Regions from separate parts of the Sus scrofa genome. Here region 2 is linked to region 1. Evidence: chromatin contacts called from public Hi-C data. All regions are on one chromosome and are shown on one strand. The core of a region is the stretch at or near the end of the contact, and the rest is flanking DNA. Distances in the headings are between cores, read along the strand shown. Region 1 holds the start of WFIKKN2 (WAP, Kazal, immunoglobulin, Kunitz and NTR domain-containing protein 2). Region 2 holds the start of NME1 (NME/NM23 nucleoside diphosphate kinase 1).

The links. A called contact is a pair of places that touch in the nucleus more often than the background predicts.
Region 2: a contact with region 1 is called in a Hi-C map of epiblast stem cells, with 1.8 times the contacts expected there. The contact joins the promoter of NME1 here to the promoter of WFIKKN2 in region 1. A contact is called at or near these places in 5 of 47 Hi-C or Micro-C datasets (embryonic fibroblasts, epiblast stem cells, fetal heart ventricle and 1 more).

Annotation. Positions count from the first base shown.
Region 1 is chr12:27,091,847-27,096,121 of Sscrofa11.1, forward strand. WFIKKN2 (WAP, Kazal, immunoglobulin, Kunitz and NTR domain-containing protein 2) reads left to right here and starts at 1,395. Exons shown (of 2, transcript XM_013981059.2): 1 at 1,395-1,488.
Region 2 is chr12:27,414,663-27,418,988 of Sscrofa11.1, forward strand. NME1 (NME/NM23 nucleoside diphosphate kinase 1) reads left to right here and starts at 1,775. Exons shown (of 5, transcript NM_001204759.1): 1 at 1,775-1,867.

The DNA of each region.
Region 1 (4,275 bases), core at 145-2,644:
AGCAGAATGGCCAGGAGTGGGGCCCGGCCAGGGAGAGGCCCACGGCTCCCTCTCCACAGGACAGAGCGGGCGGAGGAGCAGGGGGCGGGATGGACGAGCATCTCTGCTTTTCCCACCACCCCTCCCCCTGCTCTGTGCCCCTCCCCGCTCCCCCCTCAGGGGTCCCAAGCGACTCCCCAGAAATCAACCTCCTCTCCCCGGATACTTGTCCTCCAGCCATGGGGCTGTGACAATTTTTCTAAGTGCTGCTCAGAAATGTGTCACTGTCCATTTCCCTTTATGCTATCAAAGGAGGCTGCACACCCCGCGTTCATCTAGCACTGTGCAGAGGCCCGGCTCTGAGCAGCTGGAACATGGGTTTATGAAATTACAGGGAATTCAAAGCAGCCGGCGTCGCCCGCTGTCTGGCTTCATTACTGGGATCGGCCTCGGAGGGAAGTTTATTCCAATAATTTAGGGGATTAGGATCTGACACCCTTCATTAGCTCTTTGACAGAAGCAGAAAAGACAGATCTTGCAGAAGGACCCACACGACAGGAAGGAATTGGCTCAGGCGGGAAGGAGGCAACACACCGCCTGCGAGGAAGAGGCCAAGGCTGCAGGCTGGAGAGAGGGGCGCTGCCCTTTCACAGGCCAACCGGAGGCTGAAGTCTAGCCCCAAGCGGAGAGTGGGCCTGGGCTCAGCACTCAGTGTCCCTGTCTGTGAAATGATTTTATGTTCCTGGACGACAGCAGCTCCCCCAGCCCTTTGCCGTCTGGCCTTGAAAAGGTACCTCTCTCTTCCAGGGAGCTGTCTCCCCACCACCCCTCAACCCCTGGGGATGGAGTGACCAACACAAAGCCACATCCCACTCACTTTTCTTGGCACTTTGGATATGAGCCATTTCCTGCCACATGGGAGAGAAATCGCCCCCACCCCCCCGGCAGCTTCTGGCTCTTCACCTGGCTCCTTGACAAATATAGCCCTTGATGTTGCCCAAATTTTGTATCCGGCCTGTAAAGGCCAGAGCTGGGGCTGCGCCTTGATGGCAGTTTTGATAGCTGGCTGGGGAGGGGTGCTTTGCAAAGGCCCCGCTAGCTGGGGTGCCTGCATTAATCGTAGGGTTGTGTAGCTGTGTGACATGGGGCAAGTGGCTTAGCCTCTCTGTGTGTCTTTTCCTCAAATCTAAAATGAAGGTAGCATTTGTCGTGAGGATGAACTGAGACGATGCACACAGCCTGGCACATGTTACAACCCCAGGAAATATCAGCAATGCATAGTCCTCCCGCTGCTCCCAAGAGGTGACTTTCTTCTCCGTAGAGTGGGGGCCCTGAGAGCTGACCGGCACTCCCTGAGCGCAGCCTTCGTGGTCACTAGCGAGGCGGCTCGGCTGCCCAGTGCCGTCCGGAGCCACTGTGACCACGTAGATTCTCTTGGAGCTGCAAGTGTGTCAGTCGAGGAGCGGGAATGTGATACGTCCCGGAGCCGGGGGAGCCGGAGCATATCTGGTATGTGTCTCTGGAATGATTTGGGGAAAATTCATCGAAGTTGGAACTTGAGCCGCAAACGGGCCGGGACAGAGAGATAGGGAGCTGTCCGCGCGCCCCCCACCCAGGGACCTGGTGCCGGGGCGGGAGTCGGCTTACACAGCACAGGCTGCTCAGGCCCGCCCTGGAATGGCCGTGAACTTGTTGTTTTTCCACGTCAGTTGCTCTCAGATGTACTATCAGGCCGGCGATGCTAACCCTGCGGCGGCAGGTCCCTCCTTGTAACAAGCGAGTGTGTGTTCTTCGGAGGTGGCCAAGGGGAGGAGGGGGCCCGCGAGAGGTGGGGGGAAGGGAAGCAAGCCTCTGCGTACAGTGAGCTTGCGTGTCCCGGAGCCAGCTCCCCCCCAAAGCACATGCCATTTCTGGCCCCCGAAGGGGTTAAAGGCCTCCTGGAGTCAAAAACAAGCAGGTGTCCCACCGTGCCAGATACGCCGCCTAAACTGCTTCCAGCTTTTTTTTTCCTCTTCTGCAACAAGTCTGTGATTAGCCACAGGACAGAGAAGCCAGCAGCCTGCCTGTGACAGGCGTCAGGTTAGCTCGCTCCCACTCGGGTGGCGCGCCCAGGACATAAATCCAGGCTCGGGCCCCTGTGCGGCTCCTCTTCCTGCACCCCCCGGAGAGGGAGCTCCCTTTATCTGAGGCCGCACAGCCTGGAGGGCTCCGCTGGCTGGGTGGAGGCAGCCGCAGCCCCAGCAGCAGCGAGGAGGCCTGCTGGGGTGGGCAGGGCAGGTGTCTGCAGCCCCCGAGGAGCAGAAGGCCCTGGGGGCCCCCCCCGCCCTGGCCTCGTCTCAGGGGAGGTCTCTGGCTGCCTCAGACCGCACCATGTGGGCCCCGGGGCGCCGCCAGTCCCCCGCTGGGGGCAGGTGGCAGCACTGCTGGGGGCAGGTGGCAGCACTGCTGCTGCTGCTGCTTGGGGTACCCCCGAGAGGCCTGGCACTGCCACCCATCCGGTATTCTCATGCTGGCATCTGCCCCAACGACATGAACCCCAACCTCTGGGTGGACGCCCAGAGCACCTGCAAGCGGGAGTGTGAGACAGACCAGGTGAGTGCGAATCTGGAAGCCTGAGATGGGCCGAGTGGGCTTGTTTGTGAGTGAGAGTGAACGCTGGGTGCTGGGGTTGACTCGGGTCTGTGCAGCAACCGGGGTCCCAGGCCATGGAGATAAATAGGGTGTGATGCCCGTCAAACTTCGAAGGGGCCCGGAAGATGAGGTGGGAGTGGTGTCTGAGTTTTTCAGTGACTGAGAATCCTCGGATTCCTGGTCTCAGGTCTGCTGAGAGCTGCTCTGAGCTAGCTCTGTGCCAGGCACATCAGACAGACTGCTACGACCCATCTGCCCGTCGACAGGTAAGAGTGGAACTCAGGAGGCTGCAGTGAGCAGCACAAGGCTCCATGGCTGGGGGAGAGGGGGGGAGGTGGGGTGGGGTGCCTGGACCCCGTATCTGTCTGGCCACAAAGCTTGGGCGTCATCCGATGCCAGGCCACCTCCCCGGGGGTTCAGACCCTGACCCTGAGATCAGACCAGGCTGATGGGAATGGTGGGCATGAGTGGATCCAAATAGACTCTCTGGGTGTCCCTGGGAGGGAAGTGGCCTAAATTTCCACCTGCCAGAGTCCTCTGTCCTCCCTTCTGCTCTCATCAGAGTTCTTACAGTGCTCAGGGCAGCACTGGTTCTGAAGCCAAGCTCTCCCAGCTCCTGAGCCCAGGGGCTGTTCCCGCCACTTCCCCTGGGTTACCTGGCACCTGCCTGGGCAGAAGTACTTCCTGTCAGTCTGGCAGCTCTGGGGGCTCTGGCTGTACTGGGCATCACCAGGGAACGTGAGAGACCCCAGTGTTCCCTCTGCCAAACGCATGCGTCCTACGGGATGAGGGCTTCCCCTGGAGAGAGTGGCCTCTCCCTCACACTGAGTGCCCAGGGGACAGTCCTCAGGCTTCTCACTGGCAGGGAGCAATGGGGCACCGCAGGGAAGGGCGATAAGGACTGGGGAGGGTGGCAGAGCCTTCCCATCTGGCTGAGGTCATGCTGTTACCTGGCTACACTGGCTGGGGAGCCTGTTTCCCTGGCACGGGCAGGTCTCATAAATCAGGTGCGGCTTGGGACAGCGAGACTCTGGCTGATTTTGCGTGTCTTGGGGAGAAAGCGCCTCCGTGGGCTGGGGTTTAGACAGCCTATGGGTATGTTCTGAGCCCTTCGGCAAAAACTGCAAAAGATTCCCTCCGGATTTCCTGTGCCCAGAAATACCCTTCCGGGTGCCCAAGGACCCAGCCTTTCGTGGACTTCTGAGTCCTGAGGGTGCTCCCCCGCCAGAGTCCTTAAGGAATTGGAGGATCCTGTTGCCCCTACCCACCCCGGGCCTCTCTCCCTCAGACCCCAGCTCTGAGATGGGTCCATCCCTGGCCCAGAGGGTCCCCATGTGGCCCAGAAACCTATGCCAAGCAAGGGCTGCAAAACAAAGTCTCCATTCTGAGCCGAGAGGGGAGAACAGTAAACAAGTCAAGCAGGCGGGCTCCACGCAGCCTTAGCTGATGTGGAATGTCCGGGAAAGTCGGAGCCGCACGAGGCCAGCCCTGGTGGGAGCAGCTCCCGGAGCCACAACCAGGGCTCGGGATTAGGGGCACTGCCCGCGCCCCAGCAAAAACACCACGTGAAATCCTTGTTTGTGTCGGCCCCAGAGCATGTTACTAATTTGCAGGAATTAAACTAATGCCTTACGCGGCTCCACAGAGAATCAGAGGGAATTAGAG
Region 2 (4,326 bases), core at 525-3,024, 320 kb after region 1:
AAGCAGTTTTGATCCCTGGCCTTACTTAATGGGTTAAGGATCTGACGTTGCCAAGAGCTGTCATGTAGGTTGAAGACAGACTCAGCTTGGATCCCAAGTTGCTGTGGCTGTGGCTTAGGCCAGCAGCTGCATCTCTGATTTGACTCGTAGCCTGGGAACTTCCATATGCTGCAGGTGTGACCCTAACCAAAAAAAAAAAAAAAAAAAAAAAAAGAAGAAGAAAGAAAGAAATTATTCCTTTGACATGCATCTTTATCTAGGGCCAGTATACTATTTTTCTCTTCAGGGTGCACCTTTGGGGAGGCTGCAGTGGCTGATGGCTTGATGACAGGCCATATTCTTTGTTTACTGAAATGGCAGGCATAGTTTTTTTGTTTTGTTTTGTTTTTTTGCTTTTTAGGGCTACACCTTCGGCATATGTAAGTTCCCACGCTTGTGGTTGAATCAGAGCTGCAGCTGCTGGCCTACACCACAGTCACAGCCACAGCCAAGGCCAAGCCAGATCTGAGCTGTGTCTGTCACCTACACCACAGTTCACGGCAATGCTGGATCCTTAACCCACTGAGCCAGGATAGGGATTGAACCCATATCCTCATGGATACTAGTTAGGTTTGTAATTCTCTGAGCCGCCACCTGTTTTGTTTTGGGGGTTTTTGGGTTGCACCCGGGGCATGTGGAAGTTCTCTGAGCTCGGGATCAAATCCATGCCACCGCAGCTACCCAATCTGCTGCAGTGACAATGCTGTATCCTTAACCTGCTGTGCTACAAGGGAACTCCTATCCACATAGTTTTACACTTACAAATCTATAATCCCTCTGGAGTGATTTTCTTTCAAAGTGGGAGGTTTAGGTGGAGGTTTTTTCTTTCCTTCCTTCCTTTCTTCTTACTTTCTTTCTGCCTATAGGTGCTCCAGCACATTTTTTGAAAAGGCTCCTGATTCTATCCTGTACTTTACCACAGCCATTCCTCCTGCAGCAGGCAATGATTTTTTTTTTTAAATGTATCAGATGATATCATGCCCTGCTCAAAATTCTCCAATGGCTTCCCACCACATCATAATCTTGCTGCTCTCCAGTTGCATTTTCTAGCACTTAATGTCCACTGGCTCTCAGGTAATCTGACTTCAGCAGGTCTATTCTACTGTCACCCCCTGAGAGAGCACACCAGTCAACATTTAAAGTACTCCTTTACCCTACCCCCTCGCTGTGCTTTTTCTCAGTAATATTTACATACTATGATATATTACATGTTAATTTGCTCATTTGTTTATTGTTTGTCTTTATTCCCAACCCCACGAGAAGTTCCAAGAAAGTTTACTGCTATACCCCAGACTCTGAAACAATATCTGACACATAGAAGGTACTCAATAAATAATTTGCTTGACAGGCTGGAAAGAATGAGCAAATGTAAAACGAGGACACTGACTACTTCTAGGTCAGGCGCTAGTTCAGTTTTCACGCAAAGTGTGAGCGCCACCTCTCGGGAAGCCAGTTTGCTCGCGAAAGAAGGAAGTGAGTCACAGATCTTAAAGGGAAAAAAAAGATGGCTGCAGCGTGCGAGAAGAATAGGGAGAAGCCGTACCGGAAGTTGAACTTCAGGAAGTTGCTCCCTTGAACGATATCCGACTGTCGGGAGGAAGCGTAGGCGAGTGGTGTTCTGCAAAATGGGCTCTCCTGCAGCCGATTATGCGCAGAAGCGTTCCGCGCGAGCGGGTGCTAGGAACCACGAGGAGCTGGGGCGTGTTTCCGGTGCGGGTGACAGGCGACGGAGTTGAAGCCCAAGTGCCCGGAGGGGTGAGAAGGGTTCGAGGTCCTGAGAGAAAAGGGAGAAGAGTGGGGTCCAGGGAGGGGGAGGTGAAGAGGTCGGGTAAGTTCCACTCGGAGAAGTGGCCAGGGGGATCGGGTGGGAGGGACGCACCCATTGACAGGTGCAAACCTGTCAGCTCACGTCCCGCGCCACGTGGACTCGGCTTTGTCCGTGGCTGCTTTTCCCATCAGTCCGTGACTGTAAGGGTTGTGCCTTATTTGTTTATATCGAGTGCAGTGCTCAGTGCTTACTGAATGAATGACAGATATGTATCAAGAGTGGGTGTGGGGAACACGTATAGGGACTGCTGTTTGTGGCTCTTTAGCCCCATGTTCTCCTAGGGAATTCATGCTTGTCTGTAGCTTCTATTAGGAGTTCTCCGCCAGTTCTTGGGCCTTGTCTCTTTTTCTTGGAGGTGCAGGGCGGTTATCATTTAAGACATTTTCTTTGCTCTTATTGAGTACTAGGCTCTGTAACTAGGTACTAGGGAAGTAAATCATCTCTGTATTCAGGGGCAGGCCTGTGAGAAATAAACAGAAAATTCACATATATTGTTAAGGTGTTGTAATAAAAGGCCAACTAAATTATAGGAAGGTAGAGCCAGGAGGTGGTGCTGCTATCCACATAGGGATTGTCTTTCAAGGTGAGGGGACTCCTTTGTCATCTTGTGGAGGCAGAGCAGGTCCTGAGTTGAGACTTCTTATCTGTAAAAGGAAGAGTCTGAAGTAGGTGGTCTCTAGGCTTTCTTCCAACAGATATTACTCATGGCTACAGTTCTCCCACAATCCACCATTTATTGGTTAGTCAGAATATTCATTAATCTTGTGATGTAGCATAAGCTGCAGAGGGTTGGGAAATCTGGATTGTGACCCTCCTTCTGGTACTCCAGATGTGTTTCCTCATTTGTAAAAGAAAAGATTGTAATGAAATAATCTCTAAACTCCTTCCTGTTATAGCATGCTGAGGTAGTAGGTCAAACTGTATTTCATACTGCCTTGTTTTAGACATCACTCACATATTATCACTGTAGTTTCCCTCATCTGGATAATCCAGAAAGATATTCTTTTCTTTTTCTCTTAATACTTCTTGTCTCAGTTCTGCCATAGTATTGGGTACCCAGTAGATGCTTATGTTAGTCCCCATTGTGGCTCAGTGGCTTAAGAAGCCGACTAGTGTCTGTAAGGATGCAGGTTCGATCCCTGGCCTCACTCAGTGGGTTAAGGATACACATTGCCACAAGCTGCAGCGTAGGTCACAGATGCAGCGTGGATCTGGTGTGGCTGTGGCTGTGGTGTAGGCCTGCAGCTGCACTCTGATTCTACCTCTAGCCTTTCTGTATGCTAGAAGGGTGGGTACAGCCCTAAAAATAAAAACAAAAACAAAAAACTGGCTTCTGCACACAAAGGCAAGGAGAGACTGAAGAAAGGCAGACCACTCCAGATTATAGGTGGCAGTTATAATGACCAAGGGAGCTTGAGGTGGCTGCTGTCACCTACCAGAATTTTAAAAGTTATGCATAGAGTCTTTAAATGGGTTTAGTCATCTATTCAGTCCAGATGGTCTCAACAACACTTTACTCTCTCAAGGCTATGTTTTGTCCTTCGAACAGCCCCTACTATGGGGACAGTAGGCAGAGTGTACCTTTCAAAAACAGAGGTGAGGAGCCTCTAGTTGCCTGGGGACGTATTCTCTCCATGACCTCCTCCAATACTCCACCCCTTGCAACTAGCTCTCACAATCTCATCCCCACTCCCCAGATGCATTGTGCCCTGAGAGATCAGCAAAGGGTGGAGGCGGCTCATTTGGCAGCCATCTGATTGCAGTGGAGGCAGATGTCAGAGCAGCATTATAGAGGCATGTGTAAGAGACGCATGGATTAAGACGATTCCCTAAATAATAACAATTTTCTCCTCCAGGAGCCTCATCATCTGAACCATTGATTTACTAAATCCCTTTGTCAGGCAGTAATAATGTCCTGCTTTGGAGGACAGCTTTTGCCATTAAAGATAAAGTGTTCCATAAAGACAGGTTTTGCAGGCTAGTATTTAAGGCTTGCTGGGTGAATTTAGTAAGGGCTTCTCTCTGTGCTATAATGCCCGTCAGGCCAAAGGAGGGGACAAAAATGGTGGCTAAATGATTGTTCCAGTGGGAAACCGAATGTGCCCATCTGGCCTGGAGGAGAGGGAGGTTGGCAGCTCTAGGAACTTGACCTAGTTATGTATGCTATACATGTTGGCCAGGGCAGGCAGCCCTGTCTGGCATGAGGAGATGGAGTAGGCGTGGGATATGCCAGACCAGGACCCCTTCCTTCTCCCCTCTTCAGAGGTGCATGTTCCCTTCCAGGTATAGCACATCTCAACAGGCCAGCTTGTGGCAGGGCTGCAGCCTCCCAGTGGAAACTGAGTAATTCCCCCTCACCCAGGGGTGGGGCTTAGTGTTCTCAGCAGCACAGTCCATTGATCCACAGAGAGAGCTGTTTCCCAAGACATTGGGTATCTTGGCAGGGGTCTCTCGTCTGG